Linked DNA regions of Mus musculus: all the other regions are linked to region 3. Evidence: chromatin contacts called from public HiCAR-type, HiChIP or PLAC-seq and promoter capture Hi-C data. All regions are on one chromosome and are shown on one strand. Each heading gives the region's core, a stretch centred on a gene start, on an enhancer-like site or on the middle of the called end of the contact. The rest is flanking DNA. Distances are from core to core; before and after follow the strand shown.

Evidence for each region. Promoter capture Hi-C pulls out the DNA fragments that hold promoters and counts their contacts. HiCAR-type assays count read pairs that join an accessible place to other places. HiChIP or PLAC-seq counts read pairs in DNA pulled down with a chosen protein or histone mark.
Region 1: a contact with region 3 is called in an H3K27ac HiChIP or PLAC-seq map of embryonic stem cells, with 5 times the contacts expected there. The contact joins the enhancer-like site here to the promoter of 6030458C11Rik in region 3. A contact is called at or near these places in 9 of 39 promoter capture datasets (the C10 cell line, the HPC-7 cell line, HPC-7-derived erythroid cells and 4 more), 1 of 484 Hi-C or Micro-C datasets (embryonic stem cells), 8 of 115 datasets of contacts at active chromatin or transcription factors (astrocytes, bone marrow-derived macrophages, embryonic forebrain and 3 more) and 3 of 9 other capture datasets (adipose tissue, embryonic stem cells and liver).
Region 2: a contact with region 3 is called in an H3K27ac HiChIP or PLAC-seq map of embryonic stem cells, with 4 times the contacts expected there. The contact joins the enhancer-like site here to the promoter of 6030458C11Rik in region 3. A contact is called at or near these places in 10 of 39 promoter capture datasets (the C10 cell line, the HPC-7 cell line, cranial neural crest and 6 more), 1 of 484 Hi-C or Micro-C datasets (the MNK3 cell line), 8 of 115 datasets of contacts at active chromatin or transcription factors (bone marrow-derived macrophages, embryonic forebrain, embryonic limb bud and 3 more) and 3 of 9 other capture datasets (adipose tissue, embryonic stem cells and liver).
Region 4: a contact with region 3 is called in an H3K4me3 HiChIP or PLAC-seq map of bone marrow-derived macrophages, with 11 times the contacts expected there. The contact joins the promoter of Mtmr12 here to the promoter of 6030458C11Rik in region 3. A contact is called at or near these places in 22 of 39 promoter capture datasets (the 3T3-L1 cell line, 3T3-L1-derived adipocytes, the C10 cell line and 14 more), 1 of 15 datasets of contacts at CTCF or cohesin (the NIH/3T3 cell line), 5 of 484 Hi-C or Micro-C datasets (the G1E-ER4 cell line, cortical glia, extraembryonic endoderm stem cells and 2 more), 20 of 115 datasets of contacts at active chromatin or transcription factors (astrocytes, bone marrow-derived macrophages, craniofacial prominence and 14 more) and 4 of 9 other capture datasets (adipose tissue, embryonic stem cells, liver and 1 more).
Region 5: an H3K27ac HiChIP or PLAC-seq map of embryonic stem cells shows a contact between it and region 3, with 4 times the contacts expected there. The contact joins the enhancer-like site here to the promoter of 6030458C11Rik in region 3. A contact is called at or near these places in 18 of 39 promoter capture datasets (the 3T3-L1 cell line, 3T3-L1-derived adipocytes, the C10 cell line and 12 more), 3 of 484 Hi-C or Micro-C datasets (embryonic stem cells and nephron progenitors), 17 of 115 datasets of contacts at active chromatin or transcription factors (the 230-238 cell line, the NIH/3T3 cell line, the SCID.adh cell line and 9 more) and 2 of 9 other capture datasets (adipose tissue and liver).
Region 6: a promoter capture Hi-C map of pre-B cells shows a contact between it and region 3, with 4 times the contacts expected there. The contact joins the promoter of Zfr here to the promoter of 6030458C11Rik in region 3. A contact is called at or near these places in 14 of 39 promoter capture datasets (3T3-L1-derived adipocytes, the C10 cell line, the HPC-7 cell line and 8 more), 2 of 484 Hi-C or Micro-C datasets (embryonic stem cells and erythroblasts), 11 of 115 datasets of contacts at active chromatin or transcription factors (astrocytes, bone marrow-derived macrophages, effector CD8 T cells and 7 more) and 3 of 9 other capture datasets (adipose tissue, embryonic stem cells and liver).
Region 7: a HiCAR-type map of astrocytes shows a contact between it and region 3, with 4 times the contacts expected there. The contact joins the promoter of Npr3 here to the promoter of 6030458C11Rik in region 3.

What each region holds. Positions count from the first base shown.
Region 1 is chr15:12,273,859-12,277,083 of GRCm38.p6, forward strand. No RefSeq gene overlaps it. Among named protein-coding and RNA genes, the nearest start is that of Gm52210, 45 kb to the right of the region's middle. Within about 2 kb of position 1,448, at least 14 of the 459 cell types and tissues checked have an H3K27ac peak or open chromatin away from gene starts, as enhancers often do. A contact at or near this core is called in embryonic stem cells, where this site is marked.
Region 2 is chr15:12,229,493-12,232,315 of GRCm38.p6, forward strand. Mtmr12 (myotubularin related protein 12) reads left to right here. Exons shown (of 16, transcript NM_172958.4): 2 at 782-842. Among named protein-coding and RNA genes, the nearest start is that of Mtmr12, 26 kb to the left of the region's middle. Within about 2 kb of position 1,304, at least 117 of the 459 cell types and tissues checked have an H3K27ac peak or open chromatin away from gene starts, as enhancers often do. A contact at or near this core is called in the MNK3 cell line, adipose tissue and embryonic stem cells, where this site is marked.
Region 3 is chr15:12,823,107-12,826,182 of GRCm38.p6, forward strand. It overlaps 6030458C11Rik (RIKEN cDNA 6030458C11 gene), which reads right to left and starts at 1,551. Exons shown (of 9, transcript NM_029998.3): 1 at 1,361-1,551; 2 at 455-600. The coding sequence starts at 1,441. It overlaps Drosha (drosha, ribonuclease type III), which reads left to right and starts at 1,709. Exons shown (of 35, transcript NM_026799.3): 1 at 1,709-1,832; 2 at 2,959-3,061.
Region 4 is chr15:12,203,401-12,206,669 of GRCm38.p6, forward strand. It overlaps Mtmr12 (myotubularin related protein 12), which reads left to right and starts at 1,628. Exons shown (of 16, transcript NM_172958.4): 1 at 1,628-1,879. The coding sequence starts at 1,799.
Region 5 is chr15:12,145,900-12,149,142 of GRCm38.p6, forward strand. It overlaps Zfr (zinc finger RNA binding protein), which reads left to right. Exons shown (of 20, transcript NM_011767.2): 6 at 250-497. Among named protein-coding and RNA genes, the nearest start is that of Mir1898, 24 kb to the right of the region's middle. Within about 2 kb of position 1,747, at least 4 of the 459 cell types and tissues checked have an H3K27ac peak or open chromatin away from gene starts, as enhancers often do. A contact at or near this core is called in embryonic stem cells, where this site is marked.
Region 6 is chr15:12,116,451-12,119,315 of GRCm38.p6, forward strand. It overlaps Zfr (zinc finger RNA binding protein), which reads left to right and starts at 1,401. Exons shown (of 20, transcript NM_011767.2): 1 at 1,401-1,497; 2 at 1,789-1,888. The coding sequence starts at 1,461.
Region 7 is chr15:11,904,211-11,907,327 of GRCm38.p6, forward strand. It overlaps Npr3 (natriuretic peptide receptor 3), which reads right to left and starts at 1,464. Exons shown (of 8, transcript NM_008728.2): 1 at 676-1,464. The coding sequence starts at 1,429. It overlaps Gm5144 (predicted gene 5144), which reads left to right and starts at 2,315. Exons shown (of 2, transcript NR_131059.1): 1 at 2,315-2,778; 2 at 2,900-3,117.

The DNA.
Region 1 (3,225 bases), core at 198-2,697, 550 kb before region 3:
AGGGCACACCCTGAGCCTGGGCAATAGTAGTCCCTGAGCTGGTGGAGCCTAGGCCAAACAAAATGAGAAAGCCAGCTAAGCACCAGCCATCCCTGCTGTCTGACTGCTCACTCGTGTCCAGCCACCTGATGGGCTTGCTGCCATGGAGGACTGTACCTTCAAATTGTGAGCCAAGATAAACCATCCCTCCCCCCCTTTTGGGGGAGGAGGAGGGGAGGTACTTTGTAATAAATAGCATCGAAGACACTAATTCATAGGTCTATCAGGAATCTCCCAGCAACCCTTGCTAAAGGCCATACACCACCCTGAAAAATACTAGGATAGGGAAAGGAGAAGTGTCCTGTTTGCCTGGATTCCCATTTGCCAGAGAAGTATCCTAGTGTTTACCAGTGAAATTGAAAGCCTGACTGGCCTGGGTAATGCAGCCAGTGTTTTGCATACAATTTACATGTATTTAAATATTCAAGAGGAAAGTATCTTGTTCAATTGGTGGTTTAATGCTTTAACAACAGGCATTGGTAGCCTACTTTGTGGTTTAGATTATAGTCTTGTCTTCAGTAATTAAAGAGTATGAAGTGTATAGTTGTGGAAATTATGAGCCTTTTGGCCACTTATAAAAATAAACTTTATAGTCTTACAAAACAAAAAGCTGTTGCCTTTGAGTCCTAAGTGAAGGTATATTCAAAAACCCCTCTTCACAGCCGGGAGATGGCAGCACACAGCTTTGATCCCACCATTTAGGAGGCAGATCTCTTAAGAGTTTGAGGACAGCCTGGTCTAGCGTTCCAGGATAGCCAAGGCTACACAGAAAAACCCTATTTTGAAAACCACCACCACCACCTCCAACAAAAACCAACACCAACACCCCCCCCCCCCCAAAAAAAACCTTCACAGCAGTGTGAGCATCGTGAGTGCAGTGCTTGCTATACCCCAGCAAAACAGGCACAGTGCATGCCTTTCCTGGGTAGGGAAAGAATGCAGGCATGCCACAGCTTACCCCTCAGGAGCCTGATAGATTTTACAATTGTTTGACCAAGAGGGATGAAAGAGCCTGTGCCCAAACTGATCCAGTTTGTAGGTGAATCTGCTGAGGCTTCCAAGAATTCAGGTGAAGACAGGGCTGGATAAGAAAGGACTCAGTAGGGCTGGAGAGATGGCTCAGCCGTTAAGAGCACTGGCTGCTCTTCTGAAGGTCCTGAGTTCAAATCCCAGCAACAACATGGTGGCTCACAACCATCTGCAATGACATCTGATGTCATCTTCTGAAGATAGACAGCTACAGTGTACTTACATATAATAAATAAATAGGCTGGGCGTGGTGGCGCATGCCTTTAATCATCCCAACACTTGGGAGGCAGAGGCAGGCAAATTTCTGAGCTCTAAACCAGGGCAGCCTTGGACAACCTTGACTGGAGTTGGGGGGAGTGGGCAGGTGTTTCATTGTACTTAAATTTACATCAAAACAACAGAACACAGAGGCTTGTGATGTAACTCAGTGGTAGGATACCCCAGCTAGCACTGCAAGGCTCCTGGATTCAATCTCTGGCAAGTGAAAAGAAAGAGAAAAAGGGAAGTGGGAAAAAGTAACCAAGTGGCCATGGCTGTCTGATGGTCCGTGGTTACTTTGTGACAGTTGGAAAACTAAGCCGGGTTAAAGCTTGTGTTATTTGATAGGCATTTCCTTTGTTTCTTTTGAGACAGGGTCTCACTATGAAGCCCTCCCAGACCTGGAACTCACTATGTAGACCAGGCTGGCCTCAAACTCACAGAGATCTCCCTACCTCTGCCTCCGGAGTTCTGGCATTAAAGGCATGTACCACCATGCCTGGCTATAGGTTTTGTATTCGGGAAGTTTCTAATTTAGGAAGAAGTTTAAATCCTCCTAGAAATAATTGGAGACAAAGGAGGGGAAATACATACAGTAGTATATTGGTCATTTAAGGAAGAAGAGATGCCCCAGCCTTACCAAGCTACCTGACCCCAGAAGGATATGATGGAATTCAGAAAAGAGGAAAGTGGTCGATGTGGGTGGTCATTTGGAAGTTGAGGAAGGAATGTTGTCCCCTCCCCCAGCCCCTTTTCTCTATTCTCTTGGTCTCTCGGCTTATCTTCTGCTGTCTAGACTACAGTTCTCAACCTTTTCCTCCTCTGGTCCCCTCTTGTCATGTCCCCATATACTTTCAGTGATTCGTCTTAACATAGTCACATTTTTTGGCTTGATTTCATGTGTGTGTGTGTGTGTGTGTGTGTGTGTGTGTGTGTGTATCCATTCAAACTCTGAATTGCTATTATTCAAGGTAGAAAGCATTTTGTGCATGTGTCAAGGCTGACATTAAAGATGCTGTTTGATCTCAATCCTCATGGACAGAGGAGCCTTTTCTTAAAGTGTTCTTGGTCTCTCATCTGCCCAGTCTCCAACAGAAATTATTTTTAATATAGCAGTCAGATTTCTGGTGAAGAGAGTTCTCCGCTGGCTCTGTTTGGGGGCCCAGCTGCATGACGGATTCTGTTCCCAATGCAGGTTTCTGCACATCTTTGATTTCATAAACAGACTTTGAGAGCTATCTTTTCATATCACCAAGTCAGCCTTTCTTTTTTAGTTTTTTAAAAAAGATTTTTGAAAAACCAAAAAAAAAAAAAAAAAAGCCGGGCGTGGTGGCAATGCCTTTAATTCCAGCACTTGGGAGGCAGAGGCAGGCAGATTTCTGACTTCGAGGCCAGCGGTGTCTACAAAGTGAGTTCCAGGACAGCCAGGGCTACACAGAGAAACCCTGTCTCGAAAAACAAACAAACAAAAAAAAAACAAAAAACAAAAAAAAAAAAACTAAGAAAGATTTATTTTATGTATATGAGTACACTGTCACTCTCTTCAGAACACCAGAAGAAGACATCAGATCCCATTTCAGATGGTTGTGAGCCACCATGCAGATGCTGGGACTTGAACTCAGGACCTCAGGAAGAGCAGATAGTGCTCTTAACAGCTGAGCTATCTCTCCAGGTCTTTTTTTTTTTTTAAATATTAACTTTTTAAATGTACATTGGTGTTTTGCCTGCACATATGTCTGTGTGAGGGTGTCATATCTTGGAGTTACAGACAGTTGTGAGCTGCCATGTGAGTACTGGGAATTGAACCCAGGTCCTCTGGAAGAGCAGTCAGTGCCCCCAGCCATTGAGCCATCTCTCCAGCTACCAGATTCTCATATTTTGTAACATTTCATGTATTTC
Region 2 (2,823 bases), core at 54-2,553, 590 kb before region 3:
ACACACCAGAAGAGGGCGTCAGTTCTCGTTACAGATGGCTGTGAGCTACCATGTGGTTGCTGGGAATTGAACTCAGGACCTTTGGAAGAGCAGTCAGTGCTCTTAACCGCTGAGCCATCTCTCCAGCCCCACTGGGTGTCTTCTTTAGTTGTCTTTCATGTTATTTTTTTGAGACCGCCTTACTGAGCCCAGGCTTACATGTCTGGGTAGACTGGCTAGCCAGTAAGCCTCAGGGATCCTCCCATCTCTCCTCAGCACTGGGATTGCAGGTGCGTGTGTGCTGCAGAAGGGCCGCCGCGTCCTCATGCCTGTGCTGTAAGCACTTTACCAAAGGAGTCGTCTCTCCACATTCTCTTTTTGCTTGTTTGTTTGGTTTGGTTTTTGATGTGGGGATTAAATCTAGGGCTTTATGCATGTTAAACCACAGCTCCAGCGCCCTGAACATGTATTTTAAAAGTACCTCGTTAAAGGCTAGTTACTGGATAAATGTATTTGCTACCAAGCCTAAAGACCTGTTTGATCATTGGAACTTATATGGTGGGAAGAGAAATCCAGCCTCCAGCCGTTGTCCTCTGACCTACACACTCCCACTGTGCTTGTGCTTGTGTGTATACACACTCGATAAAGAACTGTAAAATCAATAGCTTGTTAACTAAAAGTTCCAGAGTGTATGTCATAGTTTGATGTGTATTCTGAAAGCATGCCTTCATTGTTATTTTGAGCCCTTAAAGAAAGAAAATCTTTTGCTCTGGTATTTATTTGTTTACTTATTTATTTTTAGGAAATTCACACAGATGAAAAGGAAGTAACAGAGAAGGAAGTCACTCTTCACTTGTTGCCAGGTAACGGCCATGTTATCAAGTCTCACATATAGCTTGAGGCCAGAGATAGATGACATCATCCCTAGTGTTGCTATATATAAACGCCTTTGTTTTCATCCTCTTGCACATAACAGTAATGATGTATCGTAACCAAGATGTCAAGGTCTTCAGTAGCTACACACCTGGCTCTGGGGTTACAGCATTTGGAAAGAATTTTCCTTGTTTCCCTTTCCTCCAACCTGATGGTAATAATGGGAAATTCTCACTCCTTTCACAATGCAGTGGGGCCTTTTTGGCATCATGCGTTTTTTTCCTGGTCTCCAATGCAGAACGTCCCATGCCCTGGGAGGATCCCATGGCCTGCATGCTCTCTTGCTGCTCTCAGAGATCACAGCTGGCTGGGGCTCCCAGCACGGGGCAGGGGCGGGGAAGCGCACCTGTGTGTCTGCTGGTGGAGTTCAGCACGGGCACCCGAGATGTTGAGGCACCGGGGCTTTGCTCTGAGTCATTCATTATGAAGGAGCCTGGATTGGTTGACTGTTTTTGAGACAGAGGAGAGTGGCTAACGCTCATATGAAATTTTAATTGCTTCTGAGTTCAAGAACAGAGACTTCTGGATGGTGTAGCTCCCTCTTATGTGGAAAGTCTTGCCTCTGGTATACTTTGTCCCATTTTTTTCCCAGTCCAAAATCATTTCTTTTTCTAAGTGTTTTGTTTATTTTGAAACTAGGTTTGGAATTTCGCAGGCTGGCTTGGGATTTGTGGCCCTCCTGCCTCTGCCTCCAGAATACTGGGTTCACAGGTGTGCATGCTGTCCTTGTTTTTCTTGTAATGTGTATTTTTCTGTAACAAGGATGCCTGACTTTTCTTTTAGACATTTAAATCATGGTTTAAAATTTCAAAGGCCTTTTTCTTTAATGATGGTCTCAACTTTTATTCATCTCTCCTAAGGTTTTTCCCCCTCCTTGGAATTATAGATTCTGAAATTAACCTCTATTTTTGACTTGATGTTAAGTATATTTTTCCACCTTATAGCAGCCTCTTATAAGACAGGTAACTTCCCAGTCCCTTAGCCTAAAAAGCCTTTCAGACCCCAGCTGCGTGTCGGTGTCTGGTCTGGACAAGGTGGTCAGACAGCAAGTGCTGCATGCCGTGTTGCAGAAGGTCTCAGCAGATGTGCTGTGGTAGCCGCTGCACACTGGTTCCCCAGCTCCAGTGTGTGACTGTAAGATGAGGCACAAGAAGCCTTATCCACTTACCTTTCACCTTGACCATAACTAAGGTACTTTTCCTGGGACTGTCTTAAGCCCCAAACCGGCCCCAACTTGATTGTTTTCTTCAAACACTGGTCTCTCTGGAGGCTGACCGAATAACAGCGCCATCTTCAGGGGTTTCCACAGTGCTTGAGCTGCAGATACCGCCTGCTTGAATGCAAAGAGGAAAGAGTCTGAGAGGCTGAAAGCTTAGTCTTCATCTTCTTTTTGAAAGCTAGATTAAATGAATTTTTAGCCAACAAGTGAATTCAAAAGTGAAGAAAGCCAGAGGGAGATCCCGTGGGAATGATGGTTGTCTGCTGGGTGACAAGAAAATTCCTTTGTTTTTGTTGTAAAGTTTTCTCTCCACTTCTGCATGTCCTTTCCTATCCTTACGCAAACACCAGCAGAATTTCTCTGCTTCCATGGAGCAGAGGCTGCTCTCAGCCCTAGTGTGTTTTGGCTGTAGAGTCTGTCTTCAGGAGCTGTAGTTTCTCCTGTGGGTGGGTGCCTACAGGTGGAGCACGGGAGGGTCTCAATGGAAGGTGGCCCATTGAGAGGAAACACTGAACGAGGAGAGTCACTCCCCACCCCACCTCACCCCATGGCTGCCTTTTCCCTCTCATCCTCAATACCTGAGACATGGGCGCTCAGGCTTCAGCATCCCCAGCCGTCCAAGAAAGCTCCCCGGGAGCGTACACAGAGGAATGGCACAGCTGGAATCCCAGCAGAGCTGGCCAACCTGCGGC
Region 3 (3,076 bases), core at 301-2,800:
TAGTTATCAAGGGTAGGAATGTGTGGGGGTTTGAAAAAGAATGGACCCAAAAACTCACAAGTGGTGGTCACAAGGGAGTGGTCTCTATTAATCCAATCAAGATAATCCTCCACAGGCAAGCCCTGCAACCGACTTCTCAGATAATTCTAGACTCTGCCAAGCATCTTGACAACACTTAACCATAAATAGGCTTCAATGTAGCCCTGGCTCTCCTCAAACTGTAATTCTCCTGCCTCAGCGTTCCAAGGGCTGGGATCACAGGGATCAGCCATCGCACCTGATCCCTATTTGGCTCTTTTAGTGGGTAGAAAAAAAAATGTTCTAAATAAAAATTTAAAAGGCAAGCAAACAAACAAAAAATGCAAATGTGAGTGTAGCAAAATCTCTTGTTTATCATCTGCTATATGTTGTATTTCAAATACATAAAATATGACTAAAAAAAAAGTCACATTACCCAAAGAGTGCTTCCTTATCAAACACAGTGTCTGCTGGCATGTTCACAGGGATAAGGAGGTCTGGGTGGGAGTCCAAATGTAAGAAACTTATATTACTGTCAGGAAGATGCTTCGAACCTATGGCCCGGTATATGAAAGGCAGAACCTGTAATACAGACACACACAGTGAGAACTGCACACTGTCAAGTGCAGACAAAACAAGAAACTGCACCAACCTGAAGTGCATCAAGTGGTCAAACATGGGAACATTAAAAAAAAAAAAAAAAAAAAAAAAAAAGCTTTACCATAGATGGTTTCTGATGATAATCTCCAACCACTCACTCTAGCATTAAACTGTGTTCCAGGTACTCTAAGTTTTAGGGCATTTTCTGTCCCTTTAGGATGGTGAAGTGGGACTAGATGACTTTTTCCTCCTACATGCTATACATCCAAGTTTACCAACAAATTAAAAAGCACAGAGTAACCCAAAGTTGGGTTTGTCTCAGAGATCTTCTTTCTTTCCTCCTTTAACTTTCTCCATCAGTAAATAACCCACTTTTCCTGGGGGAAGGGGTGTATCGCAGAGCTTCACTCTTGATCCCTTTTGTTTTATATCCAGAGACCCTCCAGGGGTCCTATAAACAAATCCAGACTTGCTAGGTCGTCTTCCAGAAGTCTACCCACTTTACGACTGCACTGCCATGTTGTACATTAATAAGCGCTGAAGGCTTTCCTCTTCATATGACACGAGCTACGATTATGGTCCCTCAGGTCCTGGCTAACCCTCTCGTTAAACCGTGGGATGATGACGTTGGTGGTGGTGGGGGACAGGCTGCAGCCAGCGTTAGGTGCTGGTCAAGCCTCTGCAGGCTGCTAGGGTTCGAATCCCTCCTGCCAGGGCTCCGTGGCTTGTGTCGCCCGCTCACCTCCTGGTGATCCTCCACCACCCACACCGGGAGCTTGGTGTAGCGCCTGAGTCGCGCGCGGTCGCCTCCGGTGTCACTCATGTCTCCGCGCGTCTCAGGGAGGCCGCGGGACACGCGGGAGAGGAGCCCGGCTGCCCGAAGCCGCGCGCCCCCAAGGCACGATCGCGGCGGAAACGCGCGCTCACCCGGTTGCGCTTCCGGATTGGAGGACGACACGGTGGAAGGGCGAGTGTGAGACCTGTAGACAATGTCGATTGGTCTATACGTCCGTCACTCTCGCTGATCCGCCAATCACGGTGCAAAAGGTGCTGCGACGCGCTCCGGAGAGTTTTCCCTCCCCAGGTCCGGATTTCTCCGGTTTGCCTTTTAATTCCCGGGGCTTCCTGTTCCGGAGGCGTGGGTGGCGCCTCAGCCGTGGAGGGTGTTATAGTAACCAGGCTGGGCTTTGATGGCGGCGACCCCGGGACTCTCTGTAGGTAGACGGGGGGCGCCTGATGGGTTTTCAGAGAACGAGTATCGACCTAAACGATCCTGGGAGTTGGGTCTGGGTGGCTTCGGGGCAGCTCTGCGGCCAGGGGGAAAAGAGCGACCCGGTACAGATCCCGTAGATAGGAAGCCTTTCATCTATTTGCGAAGCGCGAGCCGTGGTCCAGGCGCGGGGCCGCCCGGCTTGCGGGGGGAGGCGAGTCCCGGAGTCCCGTACTTAACCTCGCAGGCTGGCGGGAGATGCAAACCAGCCAACGTGCTCTTCATCCAGCAGGAGGCCGGGCTGCAGGTTGAACCTGGGGAAAGTGCGGGGTTTTCAGTGACTTAAAGGCACACCTTGCAAGTCTTGTGTGTCGTCGGTCCTGGACGAGTAAACTGTTCAGAATCGCGCCCTCGGTTTCCCTGCTTTCAAAGGGCATCCCAAGAATAGGTATTTCCCACTTGCATTAAATTCATTGATTTGAACTTCGCATCCATAGTACAGTGGTACAGTATCTAGCTTTTATTTTTGGAGGGGAGTGTGTGTTGAAACAGGGTTTCTCTGTGTAGCCCTGGCTGTCCTAGAACTCACCGTGTAGACCAGGCTGGCCTCGAACTCAGAAATCCGCCTGCCTCTGCCTCCCAAGTTCTGGGTTTAAAGGCGTGCGCCACCACTGCCAGGGCCTTTGTCTAGCTTCTCTAACGGAGTGTGCCGTTTTCTCACTGTGGAGAGGTGTTAATTCCCTGACTGTTGTCCACCTCTAGCTTCAGTAGAGTCCTTTTTATTCTCCAGGACTCTCTACATCCTTACTTTATTGTATTTATCACATCGCGTTTTTCTTTTTATAGTGTTCGGGACATCGTATTACTGTTGTTATTATATAAACATTTGTATATGGGTTTTGCGATCCTTGAACTCTGCAGGCTTGTGTGCCTTATAATCTTTGAGCCTACAGAGCTTGGGAAAGCGTCTCACGTGTGCTGGCTCAGTAAGTGATGGAATCGGTGAATGTATACCTCCCAGGTGGTTTTGAAAACGCGTATTTGTGGGGAGCGGTGGAAGGGAATTGTAGTGACTTAGAGGCATGCACAATGAGGGAGAGTCAAACTTGCCTGCGGTTTACTGTGTGCAGAGACTGTGAATCCTGCAGGAATGACTGAATGAACCCTTGATTCACGGACATGCCGGAGGAGTTCAACATGGGCACACACGACTGTCACAGACGGCAGATTCTGGTAAGCTCCGTAAAA
Region 4 (3,269 bases), core at 378-2,877, 620 kb before region 3:
TGTCTTCAGATACACCAGAAGAGAGCATCTGATCCCATTACAGATGGTTGTGAGTCACCATGTAGTTGCCGGGACTTGAACTCAGGACCTCTGGAAGAGCCATCAATGCTCTTAACCACTGAGCCAACTCTCCAGCCCAGAATGGTGACACATTCTTGCTGAGTTCTCTCAATGGGGGAGGGTTAGCCAGAACCCTCTGATCTCATAAGGGCATTCCTTCAAGGCTCAATAATCTCCAAGTCCACTTCTTCCTCACAGTATCACATGGGGGAGGGGGACGGACACAATCAGAAGAGGGTGGCAAACCAGCTGGTTTTTTGGTATTTAAAACGTTTCTTTTGTTGGCTCCCATTCCTGGGAAGTGTACAGACCCAGAGACAGTGTCAAGTTTTCAGAGTCGTATTACAACAGGGCTTGACCTTCAGCAGATGTTAAAGATCAGGGTGATCTAGTAACACTTAACGTTAGCTTGACGGCCGGCAGAAAGGGACATTTGCTTGGTGAATTTCTATCAAAAGCCAGCATTTCTGTTTATGGGTTGGGTCAGATCCTGGAAACAAAAGCAACAGAATCTGTCTGGCATATCGGAATCAGAGAGGTCACCTCTCCTTCCTGGGAACCAACGTGGAAAAGCACAGTTAATTGCTAGGTTTTGAGAGGAAGGTCTTATTTGTGATCTAGGTTGCCTGGGGACTTCCTAAGTAGTCCGAGCTGGCCACAAATTCACTATCTTTCTGTCTGGCCTTCCAGGTGCTGGAATAGCAGGTGTGCACTAACCACCCTTCCGTGTCACTTGTAGTACTTAGTTGGGAATTTTAAAAGAAATACAAGGGGGTGGTGCAGTTGGTCAGACTAAGGCATAGCAAGGTGCCTGACACTTGAAAAATTAACTGCAAATGTTTATTGGCTTTTCACAGTAGATGGAACAACTTCGGGTGAGCTGCATCGTATCTTATTCTTCTAACACAATGCTCCACAGGGAGAATTCAATTTGGTCTTGCTCACGCGAGGCAAGTGCCCCAAAGGTGGAATTCAAATGAATAGAAATGAATAGTGTGTGTGTGTGTGTGTGTGTGTGTGTGTGTGTTTTATTTGCTATCTTGGCTTAATATGAGAGGTTTGTCGATAACTTGGGAGAGCAGATAAGTCTTAAGGGCTTTTGATATCTTACCAGTTAGAAACCAAGCGACAAACAAAAGAAGTTTGAAGTTGAACACAACATTTTACGTCACTTTAGTCAGTTCCTATCCGCTCTGTCTCTCTTCATTCGTCTAAAGTCTGAACGTCGTCGGTGTGGTTTTGAAGCTTCTGCGGAGGCATTCTGTTCAGCAAGCTGAATTTCAAAGCTGCTGGCCAGTAAAAGAAGCAAAATGGGTAGAACGACTTGCCCGCAACAACTTAGCGACGGCAGGACCATTGGGCAAATGGCGACATTCTCGCTAGCCAATCGTGGGGAAGCCCGGAGAGAACGCTCTCCGCATTGGCTAGAGCAAATACCTCGGCCAACAAGGGGTGGGCGTGGCCAGTCCCATGCTGTGGGCGGGACCTCAGCCGGAGCAGAGCGAGCGGCGGTGGGCGTGTCCCACGGTCGCTAGGCGGGGCGCGTGGCCTGGGCGGAGCGAACGGTGTCAGCGGCGGAGCCGGATGCGGGCGGTACTGCTGCCGCCGCCGCGGCCCTAGGGATGGGCGGAGCCCCGGCCGCTGGTGCTGGTGGCCGCCGCCGCTGCCGGAACCTGAGCCGGAGCCGCCGCCTCTGCTGTCGCCGCGCTTCGGCTTCGTTGCTTCGCAAGGCGGCGGGATGCTGGGGAAAGGGGGAGTCGGCGGTGGCGGCGGCACCAAGGCGCCCAAGCCCTCCTTCGTGTCGTACGTACGCCCTGAGGTGAGAGTGCGCCGGGCGAGCGCGGCGGCGGGTGGAGCGGCCGGGGCAGGGGCGCTTCCTGCCGGGGTGCCGGGCGGGGCGCTCTGGGGCCTCCCGGGCTGGCCGCGGCCCGGACCCCTGCGGCAGGCCGGGCAGGTGCTGGGGCAGGGCCCTGTCGCTCGCCACCGCGCCTGTGGGCGGGAGCCGGAGCCCGGGAGGTCCGGCGGCTCCGGCGCCCCAGGTATCCGGGAAGGGAAGAGAAAGCTTGCGTGGTCGGGAACCCGACGGGGTTCCCCCGGCAGCCCGCAGCCCGGTGTGTGTGCTCTGCCCGGGACTTTTCTCCGCGAGTCCTGAGAGTTCGTCTCTGTCGCGGGTGGTGCACTGCTTTGCGTCCGCGCTGCTGTATGTGGGTCGGCCTTGGCCTCTTTCGGTGTCTGCCCAGAGCATCCTCCTCCCGCTTCTTCCCATTTCATCTCCCCCCTTCCAAACTGCAATTCTAGTCGAGAAGTGCATTCACTCGGGAAATACTTTCTGCGCTCCTACTGTGTGCCAGGTACGATCCTGGAAAGCTTGTGCTAAGTATCAGTGAACAGAACAAAGATCGAGCTCCTTGGGAGCTTATGTAAAAAGAAACAAACAGTCAACGATATGCGATTATTAATTGTATAGTACTTAGAAGATGGTGGGGACAAGGAATCCTTTCATTCTTGCAAAGGTGGTATTTCAGTCAGGACGTTAGAGGACGTTAGGTCTAGGTAAGGAGTCCTGGACGGCCCCAGGGAAGGCTGCCAGTTCTGGAGTTCCGTGAATGAGGAGGACATTGAAGAGATCAGAACTAGAGCATGTTGAAGACTTCTGGAGCAGTCGTTCCTTACCTTTTAGTAGACTCCTTCTCATTTTCGATTTGTGAAAGTTGTGTGCGGTTTTTTTTTTCCCTGCTTTTGCAATTTTGTTTGTTTGTCTCTCGATTATGTAGCCTGGCTGTGCTGGAACTCACTATGTAGAGCAGTCTGGCCTCGAAGTCACAGAGCTCTGCTTGCCTCTGCCTCCCGAATGCTAGAACTCAAGGTAGTACGACCATGCCTAGCTTCTGCAATCTGTCTGTGTGCAGGTAGATGCTCTACCAAATTTACTGCCTCCAAATGTCTTCCCACTTCTCACTTGCTAAGGTGGAAAACAGGTGGGCCTGAAATGAGATATCAGAGACCTGGGGCCTGCAGCATTTGCATGTGTGTCTTGAAATCAAGGCATCTAGTGGAGAGTACTAAAATGGAACCTATTTTCAGTCGTAATTTTCAAATAAAAACCACTTCCTCTGTCAGAACTTGATATGGAGAGACAGGGTCACCTTACATTTCACCCTGTAGTCCATAGAGGTAATGTGGTCAGGTTCTCTTTGTCTTTCTTTGAT
Region 5 (3,243 bases), core at 497-2,996, 680 kb before region 3:
CAACATCTTATGCTTTTCTTATACATCTTTACAACACCTGACTGTCAAGTAAATATTTAAATGACTTGCTGTAGAAGGTTGGTAAGTCTGGGGGGAGGGAGAGATTTCATGAGATAAGATACATATATAATTGTAAATATGCACATGTAATCTACCTTTTGACATTTTTTGAATTTAAATTTATAATTGACATTTAACTTGTCCTTTTATAATCATATAACATAATCTTTGTTTCGTTTTATTTGTAAGGTACATCTTATTCAGGTTATGAAGCAGCCGTATATTCAGCTGCGTCTTCCTACTACCAACAGCAGCAGCAACAACAGAAGCAAGCAGCAGCAGCAGCTGCTGCTGCAGCAGCAACAGCTGCCTGGACAGGGACCACCTTTACTAAAAAAACACCATTCCAAAATAAACAACTGAAACCAAAACAGCCTCCCAAACCACCCCAGATTCATTATTGTGATGTTTGTAAGATCAGCTGTGCTGGACCACAGGTACTTATATTGTGTATTTACCATGAGTCTCCGTGGTTATTTTTCATAATTGAGTAGGGTTGATATTCTAACTCCTGTGCCTACAAAGCACATTCACATCTGTGTATTCTACACTCAGCAGCTCACCCATAAATCAAAAATGTGCATGTGGAAAACTACATTGGTGTGGAGTACCTACACTTTTTTTCCCTATTACTTTCTAAACTGAACAGTAAAACTGTTCAGTAAGATTTACAACAGGTATTACAAATAATCTATAGATTTTAATGTATGCAGGTGAAATAGATTATGTGCAATAATTTTGCTATTTTATTTAAAGAACTTGAGTGTGCTTGGATTTTGCAACAATTTCCTGCAGACACTGAGAGATGGCTGTATTTCACTAAACATTTCTTTGAAAGTCGTTTGTGTTGAAACACAAAAGCAATAATCAGGAAAACTGTAAAAGTGGCTATAAATGTTTGAAAAATAAGGAAATTGAGCCCTCCACCCATTCTAGGGTGCCTCCTTTGCTTTTTATATAAAACTTTAAAAGATTTTTAAAATTCCAATTATAAATTTTGATTGTATTTCTAATGAGTCTATTTTGTACATGTTTTATAGAATGTAACTTCTATAGCTCTCTCCACAAGGGGACTGGGAACATTGGAAATGAGAAAAGTTAAGAAAGATGACCTCCCGTGCTGGGGATACAAGGCAGTCAGTGAAGTGCTTGCCTCTGTTCTGAGCCGTAGACCCATCCCCACAACTACAGAATCAGACATGGTAGTTGCTGCACGCCTGTAATCCCAGTACTGAGAGGTAGAAACGTTTATTGTTGTCCTTGGCTATATAGTTAGTTTTAGGCCAGCTTTGGTGAGAGACCCTGTTTTCTTCTACTCACCTAAAAGAAGATCAACCTATGACAAATATGAGTCCTTTATTATTTTTTTCTTGTCATGGTTCTACCAGCTATACCTTAAAATGTTTGTTTTAAAGCATGGGTCTGTTAATGAATTCATCCCTTTCTAAACTCCACCTCTTTTGACTATTAAGAGAGCCCTGTTTTGTCAAGTATGGGGGCGTACACTTGTAATCCCAACAACTTGTACAGCAAAAGTAGGAAGATTTCACACGGTCAGCCTAGACTGCAAAACAAGAGCCTGTCTTAAAAAATGTTATGTAGGAATTTACATAAGAATTGGCTAGAGGGATGGCTCAGTGGTTAAGAGCACTTGATCTTATAGAAGCCTTGGGTTGGGTTTCCAGAGCTTTGTGCTAACTCACTTAACCACAGTTCCAGGGGTGTGGTGCCTCTTCCCTCTGAGGGTATCAGGCATGAATGCTTTTGATTTGTTTTCTGAAATTTTAGGGCTGGAGAGATGGCTCAGTGGTTAAAAGCACTGACTGTTCTTCTGATGGTCCTGAGTTCAAATCCCAGCAACCACATGGTGGCTCACAATCATCCATAATGAGATCTGACGCCCTCTTCTGATGCATCTGAAGACAGCTACAGTGTACTTAGATATAATAATAAATAAATCTTTCTTTAAAAAAAAATTTTAGCAGCTTGGCATATAAAAAGCATATTTGGGGAGAGTAGGTCAAATTTAACTCTTCACATATTTCTGTTTCCAGCTCTATTCTACCAGTATATCTCTCCACCCCCTTTTGAGACAGAAGACAGACAGACACAGGGTCTCACTATGTAGTGCTTGGCTCATCTTCCCTCTACAGCACCAACTCACTGTGTATGTAGACCAGGCTGGCCTCAAACTCACAGAGATCTGCCTGCCTCTCCTCCCAGGTGCTGGGATCAAAGGCGTGTGCCATTATGCTTGGCTTATATGTACTCTTTAATTTATCGGATTAATTTTGTTTTTAATACATAATCCTGCAATATTTTTTTTTGGTGTTTTCTGAATTATTGACACCTACTTAGTATTAAAATATATGTACTCGTATTCATTCTTAAGCAATCTGTTTAACTAGATTAAATATTAAAGTGCATTCAGATTTTCAAATTTAAATTTTATAAATATAACTTTTTATAAAGAACTACTATCATGCAGTAGTTTTGCAGATTAATTCTATAATCAGACTTGTGTAATGATTTTTTTAAGTTATTATTTTCTGTCCAGTGTTATACACAAGCAAAAAAAAAAAATAAAAGTTCTTAAAACTATGGGCAGTTTATCTTATATATAGTCTATTTATGAAAGTACTTTTGTAATTCAAAGCTATTGGGTTAAAAACAAAACAGCTCAGTAATGTTTTCCAAACAGACTTTCACAAGTTTGATCCCCAGAAGTCATGTGTAAAAGATGTCTCATGTTGCCTGAGCTTAGAATCCTAGTGTTCATTCAGAAAGCAGGGATAGTCAGATCCCAGGCACTCACTCCCTGGATGGTCTCAGGAAAACCTTGCCTACAGAAAGGCTGGGCTACCCTCTCAAACAGAAACATAGGTTGTGCTTGCTCTGTTTACTCTTCAGCACACACACACTCAAGCATGTGTACCCATACATAGAATATTGAAGAACATTGTTCTTAGAAGGTTAAAGATGTAGTCCCTGAATTCAGTCCTTGGTACCAAATAGCAAACTATTGTTAAATAACCTGCAGAGAATTACAGATCATCCATACAATCTCCCCTGTTCTTAAGTGCTTTGAAAATAGCAGATCTCATCCATGCTTTCCTCATTCTCTCCCCTTTTATTTTATTTAATTTATTTTGAGACAGTAAGTATACTATTACAAAGCCTGGG
Region 6 (2,865 bases), core at 151-2,650, 710 kb before region 3:
AAAGAGAGAGAGAGAAGAGAGAGAGAGAGAGAGAGAGAGAGAGAGAGAGAGAGAACGATCGCTAGCTCAGGTCATCTCAGCTCCATCCCTAGCAGTAGAAAAGAAATGGGCGGGGGGGGGGGGGGTGGAGGTGGGGGAGGTGTGACTGAAAATGGCCTGAGACAATACAGAGATAACACTAAAGCATCTGTAATGAAGACACAGTTGCATGCAGTAAAGAACTATTTATAAAGTATTGATCCTGACCCAGGGAGACCTGGCACTCTTTTGAAGCTCAGGTAAGGAGTGAATAGGTGGGTAGTTTCTATTTTGAAACACTGTCTCCCTCTGTAGTGTAGGCAGGTCTAGAACTCTGGGAAATCCTCCTGTCTCAGCCTCTCCAATGATGGGATTTATAGGTGTATGCCCCTCTACCCAGGAAATCTAAGACTCTCACAAAGACATTTGAACTGGTCATCCCCGCACTCAGTTCTAGCCAGAGTGACTTCCTTGATACTCTATAGACTTCTCCACTGCCCTTCCTCCAGGTAGCTACCTGGGTGGTTTTCTTGCTTCTGTCAGGTCTCTATTCCAGGGCTTGCCCTAACCGCCCGAACTCCCCTTATCTTCATTGTCCTGTTTTTATTCCTAATACTCCAGTCCCACCCACCACATTTTCTATGTTTTTGGCTCTAGTGTGTCATAAGACTTCCCAGAACAAAAATTCCATGTGAACAGGGATTTTGTTTTGCTCCTACAACATGTCACGTTTCGTTTCTGGCATCTACAACGCCCAACACCTTGTTGGGGGCCGCCAACATGACCCTGAAAGGCTCCTTGTCTGTGAGGTGGGGCGGGGTCTTGGCAAAATGTGTGACCCCTGTGACAGGCAGGGTTCTGGGCAGATGCTTGGTGCAGCACTTCCTCTGCTCTTTTCCCCCCCATCGTTGTCTCCTCCCCTTTCCAAAGGCCAGTGACAAGCAACAGGAATTAGGCCAGCTCAAATGTTAATGGAAATTAAAGGAGAGAGGAGGGCTGAAAGAGAGAACAAACGCAGCCGCAAAAGTAAAGGAAACCGGTGAAAAAGTAAGGCGGCGAAAAGGCCAACAGACGTCACGCTATCTGGTCACGCTGCCCGACTCCCCCGCGGCCGAGCGAGGCGCTCTTCCTCCGCCTTGTAGCCTCCCTGCAGCGGGTGCGAGTCACCATCGCTTAGGATAAGGCCGGGCCCGTAGTCCCACGAGAGAACCCCACATCCGCACCCCAGAAATCCGCTCCTCGGGGGGCCCTGCGCCAGCCCCCGGGTGGGGGGTGGGGGGGTTGGCGCGGGGCGTAAGGACTACATCTCCCAGGATGCATCGCACTAGCGCGCTTGCGCGGTGCGGCCGGCGGCGGCGGTCTGTTCTCCGCTGAGGAGGAGTGGGGCAGAGGAGGGAGGCAGCGGGTGAGAGTTCAGAGTTCAGCAGCAGCAGCCCGAGCCCATGATTCCCATATGCCCTGTAGTTTCTTTCACCTATGGTGAGTCTAAATGTGGCCCGTGGAGGCCTCTGCCATGCCCTGCCCCGGCCCTGGGCGGCGGGTAGGCGCGGGGGTTGGGGCCAGCTCCGGGGAGGAGGCGGCGGCCGCCACCCGGGCGTGCGAGTGAGTGAGGGAGTGCGGGGAGGGAGGCGGACGGCGGCGCGGCCGCGGTCCCCGCCGGCCAGGGCGGCTTCTCACGGCCCCTTTTCTCTCCCTTGCCATCCCTCGGCACCCCGACCCCTTGACGGCTGCCCTCCCGCCATGGGACCTGACTCTCCGTGCCCGCCGCAGTGCCCAGCCGGCTGGGGGAAGATGCCAAAATGGCGACCGGCAACTACTTTGGATTCACCCACAGCGGGGCGGCGGCGGCGGCGGCTGCGGCCCAGTATAGGTAACGGCTCCCCGCCTTCTCCCTTTTTCCTCTTCCCTCCGCGCCCCGCGGTCCGGCTCCCGCCGACGCTCCGGCCCCGCGGCCGCATCCGCCCCCGCCCCCGCCGCACCGCCCCGAGAGCCCGGGTCCCCGCGGCAGGCGCGGCCGGGAGCCCCCCGCACCCTCCCCACACCCGCCCTTCCCTGCCGTGTCGCACTCGGCCTCCGGCTCCGGCGGACAGCGGCCCCCGGAGGGGCCGAGACGGGGGAGGGATGACTGCGGAGGGGTTGGGGACGTGGAGGGCCTTGGACGGCCCCGGAGGTAAAATGGCCTCCCGCGGCCTTGGAGCGGAGCCGAGCCGCCCGCTGCGGCCCCTCGGCTTCCCGGGTCCCCGCCTCCACCCTGTCACCCCCCCACCTCTTATCTTCCCTTTGGCTCGGGGAATGGAGAGAGAGTGAGCCGAGGGGCCTCGCGCGGAGTGCGGAGTCAGCGGCCTCTACCGCGACGCCCCCGGAGCCCAGATCACACAGCAGGTCTTTGTCGGTACCTTCCCTTGGCCCTGGGTCCCCGACGCCACCAACCACCCCCCTGCCCCCAGCCCCTCAGATTAACTGCCACTTTGCCAGCGTCATCGCCTCCATCTCATTCCCTTTGGGTTTTCTTGCTCGCGGAGATGTTAATATGCCAACCACCTGTGAATCGTTTAGCTGTTAGACCGAAAAAGATGTGCGAAGTTCCTAGGGTAGATGATGCGTGTGTAGCCTTTGGAGCCATTGAGGACGGCTCCAAGTGGACCGGTGGTTCTCCTTTGAGGTCTTCCCCCCTGCCCCTCGCCCCGCCCGGGGAAAAAGAAAATGCCAGTGACTGTATACCGAGTAGTTGTGGTGCCTGGGATGAATCCTCTACCTCCAGATAGCTGTCATTGCTAAAGTAGCTGTAATTCCTTATACATCTTATCGCAGAAACAAGAGGCAAAACCCTGTATTTATTGGACCGTC
Region 7 (3,117 bases), core at 214-2,713, 920 kb before region 3:
CGCCCAAGCCCAGCTCTGCGCGCGCTTTCAGAGGCTTCGAAGCCCAAAGCTCCCGGGGGAAGTGAGAGTCGCCTGAATTCAGACACGGCGACGCACTTCTGGTGCTTGTATCGAAGCTTGTAAGACACTAGAAAGGGCATGGAAGGAATCTAAAAGGAAGGCTTTAAAAAGAGACCTAGGGTCAGTGGAAAGAGCAGCCAGGGGAGCCAGGAGATGCGTCCCAACCCCCAGCTAGTCAAGAAGCTGCGAGACTGCTGGGGCGTCCCCAGACGCTGTGGCCCTGCCAGGGGGCGCGCGACTGCAATGGACAGAGTAGGGAATTCCTGGAACTCACGGGACTCCGGAGCTGTCGAAGAGGGGGAAAACCCTTGGTGTTTAGCCACACCTGTCATACCTGGGATGGCGCTAGCAAGCGGCTCAGACGTTCCCTCGACTGGCCAGATCCACCTCCCCGAGACTGTGTAGGCACACCCCTTCCACCGCGATGGGCTATCCTCCACCCGTCCCTGGATCAGGCAGCTCACACTTGGACAAGCCCCCGCGCGACCTCCACGGGTCCTTGGGTTACGGGGAAGGGTGGGGTCTGCAGAAGATTGACTTGGTGGGGTTTGGGGGAGAGCCACTGAGAACCGCTGAGTCAGAGCCAAGGACCCCCCTGGTCCCGCTCCCGCTCACCTCGCTCGCTGCCTTGGATGTAGCGCACTATGTCGTCCAGGTCCAAGTCTTTGGTCTCGTCGAAATTGTAGGCAGACGTGTGCAACCCCTCCTCCTGAAAAACCTCGTGGACCCCCTCGAGGGTGAAATAACAGTTCCTCTCGAGTTTGTCGTCGCTGTAGACCAGGGCTGCACGGCTCCAGTGGTGGTGGCGAAACAGAGCGAGCATCATCTCTCCCATCTTGGCGTAGGCAGGCGCCACGCGCGTGAGGTGCGAGTATTCCGTGTCCTTGTGCTGGAAACCGGCGGCCAGCGCTCCTGCGGACAGCATCGGCAGGTCCCAGTGAGACGCCAGCCGAGCCACCGGCGCCGCCGCGTACTCGCACACGGGCCCCAGGATGAGATCCGGCTTGGCGCCGCGCGCCGCCGCCACGCGGTCCACAAGACTGAAGAGCGCGCGGTTGCCGCAGTCCGAGTCTTCGTAGGCCACCTGGAAGCGAGTGCCTGGCGGCAGCAGCTTCCTCCCGGTGCCATTGCCCTCCACGCTACGCAGCGCGTACTCGATGGCCGGCCTCACCCGGGCCAGCGAGAACAAGTACGAATCGTCCCGGGGCAATAGAACAAGCACCTCGATCTTTTGAGCCGCCAGCGCCTCTCTCGCCCGGCGCCTGCTGCCTGGCCGGGTGTCCCCGGCGCCGCTGCTCGCGCCGCCAGCCAGCAGCACCCGGGCCAGCAGCACGCACGCCGAGAAAGTGAACAGCAGCAAGGACCGCATCGTGTTGCCAGCAAGCGCTCGCCCTGGCCGCCGGCTCGCCCTCTGCCCCCCACCCACCCTGCCCTTTTCCTCCCAGCTCTTTTCTTTCCTCTGTCCCTGCGCCCCCTTGGGCGCTCCAAGAAAACAGAATACCCCCTTCAGTAACTCGCCAAAAGATAGGAAGATTCCTCTACAATGTCCCTAGGTTTAAAAAATAAAAAAAAAAATTTTAAAGCAAAGAAAGAAAGAAAAAAGTTCACAGAATGTAAACCTGTGCGTCTGTAATATACATATAGACTTATTATCAATATATATATTCTCCCTCCCTTTGCACATAGGCTATTTGGCTTAGAGGTGGCTTCTTATTTGGGCGTTGCTAAGGTTGCGTTTGAAGGCCTTATTTGTAAAAGAAAAAAAAAAGTTAAACTTGTCCAAGTGCTTGTAATTGACGGTGCACCTCCTTCGCGTTTGATCCCATTGATTCGCGCGGCTTTCTGGATCCATAGCCGGGGTTTAAATAGCGTGGCAGCGGCGCAGCGCGTTACCACACATGGCGCGCCGAGGCCGGGCTTGTCTCTGCAACGGGTGGGGTGGGTGGGGGTGGGGCGGGGTGGGGGCTGGGCTGGGGGAGCCTCTCATTAACATTCTTACATCAGGGCTCCTCCCCGCACCCCTGGCCTACTCGCGGTTGCCGGGTCCCTAAGCCCCACTAGTTGCCGGTGCTCAGATTTGGCCCAAAGCCGCAACCGCCCACGTCTACACCCGCGGGAGACCTCGCGGCACAGCGTTACTCTAAGGTCCCCGCCTCTCCCTGGCTCCGCTTTCTCCAACCCCAGGATTAAAAAAAAAAAAAAAAAAAAAAGTGTATATATGTTTGAAAGAAATGAGTGCGCGCACATACACAAAGCACACACTCATACACACACACTGCAAAAACGAAGGGGAAATGTTTCTCCAAATTGGTGGCTTCCTTGCAAAACTCCATAGACTCTCACCTCTTTTCTTGATCTGGCCACGTTCTGTCTGGGTGCGCCCAGTCCTGTCCCGCACCTGACCTTTCTGGTCCCTGGAGCAAGGTCGGGGAACAAGGAACAAGGTCCTGGTGCAGGAAAATTCATTTGCAGAGCTGGTAAGCCCATCTGGCCTGCACGGTGTCGCACCGCTCCTTCCCCCACCCGGCGTGGGTGCCCTCCTCCCTCTGGGCTGCTGGGACACGCTAGAATCACAGTGGGCGCAGCGTCACCGTGTCCCAGTGCGCAGCCCCTCCGCGGGGTCACTGAGACCAGAAAAGCGAAACTTGTTGCTTCCGATGTTGGATAAATGATTCCGCTCCAGGAAGTGTCGCGGAGCTTGAAAAGCATCACCCTAAGGTACTATTTGCTAAACCAGGCAACTAAAAGGGACTCCCGCTTCCCGGCCCCCCAGATCTTCCCCCAGAGAATCTTTAAGTACCTAAAAAGCAGTCTGCCAACCCCAGCGCTTCTGTTCCAGGATGCCCGATAGTCTAGGATGCCCAGAAAGGTCCTGCCCGGTAGACCCAGTCTTTCCACTGGTCACAGCTACCACAGCGATGCAGACGGAGTGGAAAGGATTGTGGAGAAGTCTCAGACCAGAGAGGCGCGTCTCTGAACCGAGCAGCTGCGCAGGTCCAGAGGGCCCTGCACCCTCTTTTCGTGGTCACGCAGCAAAGACATTTACGGCGAGAACAG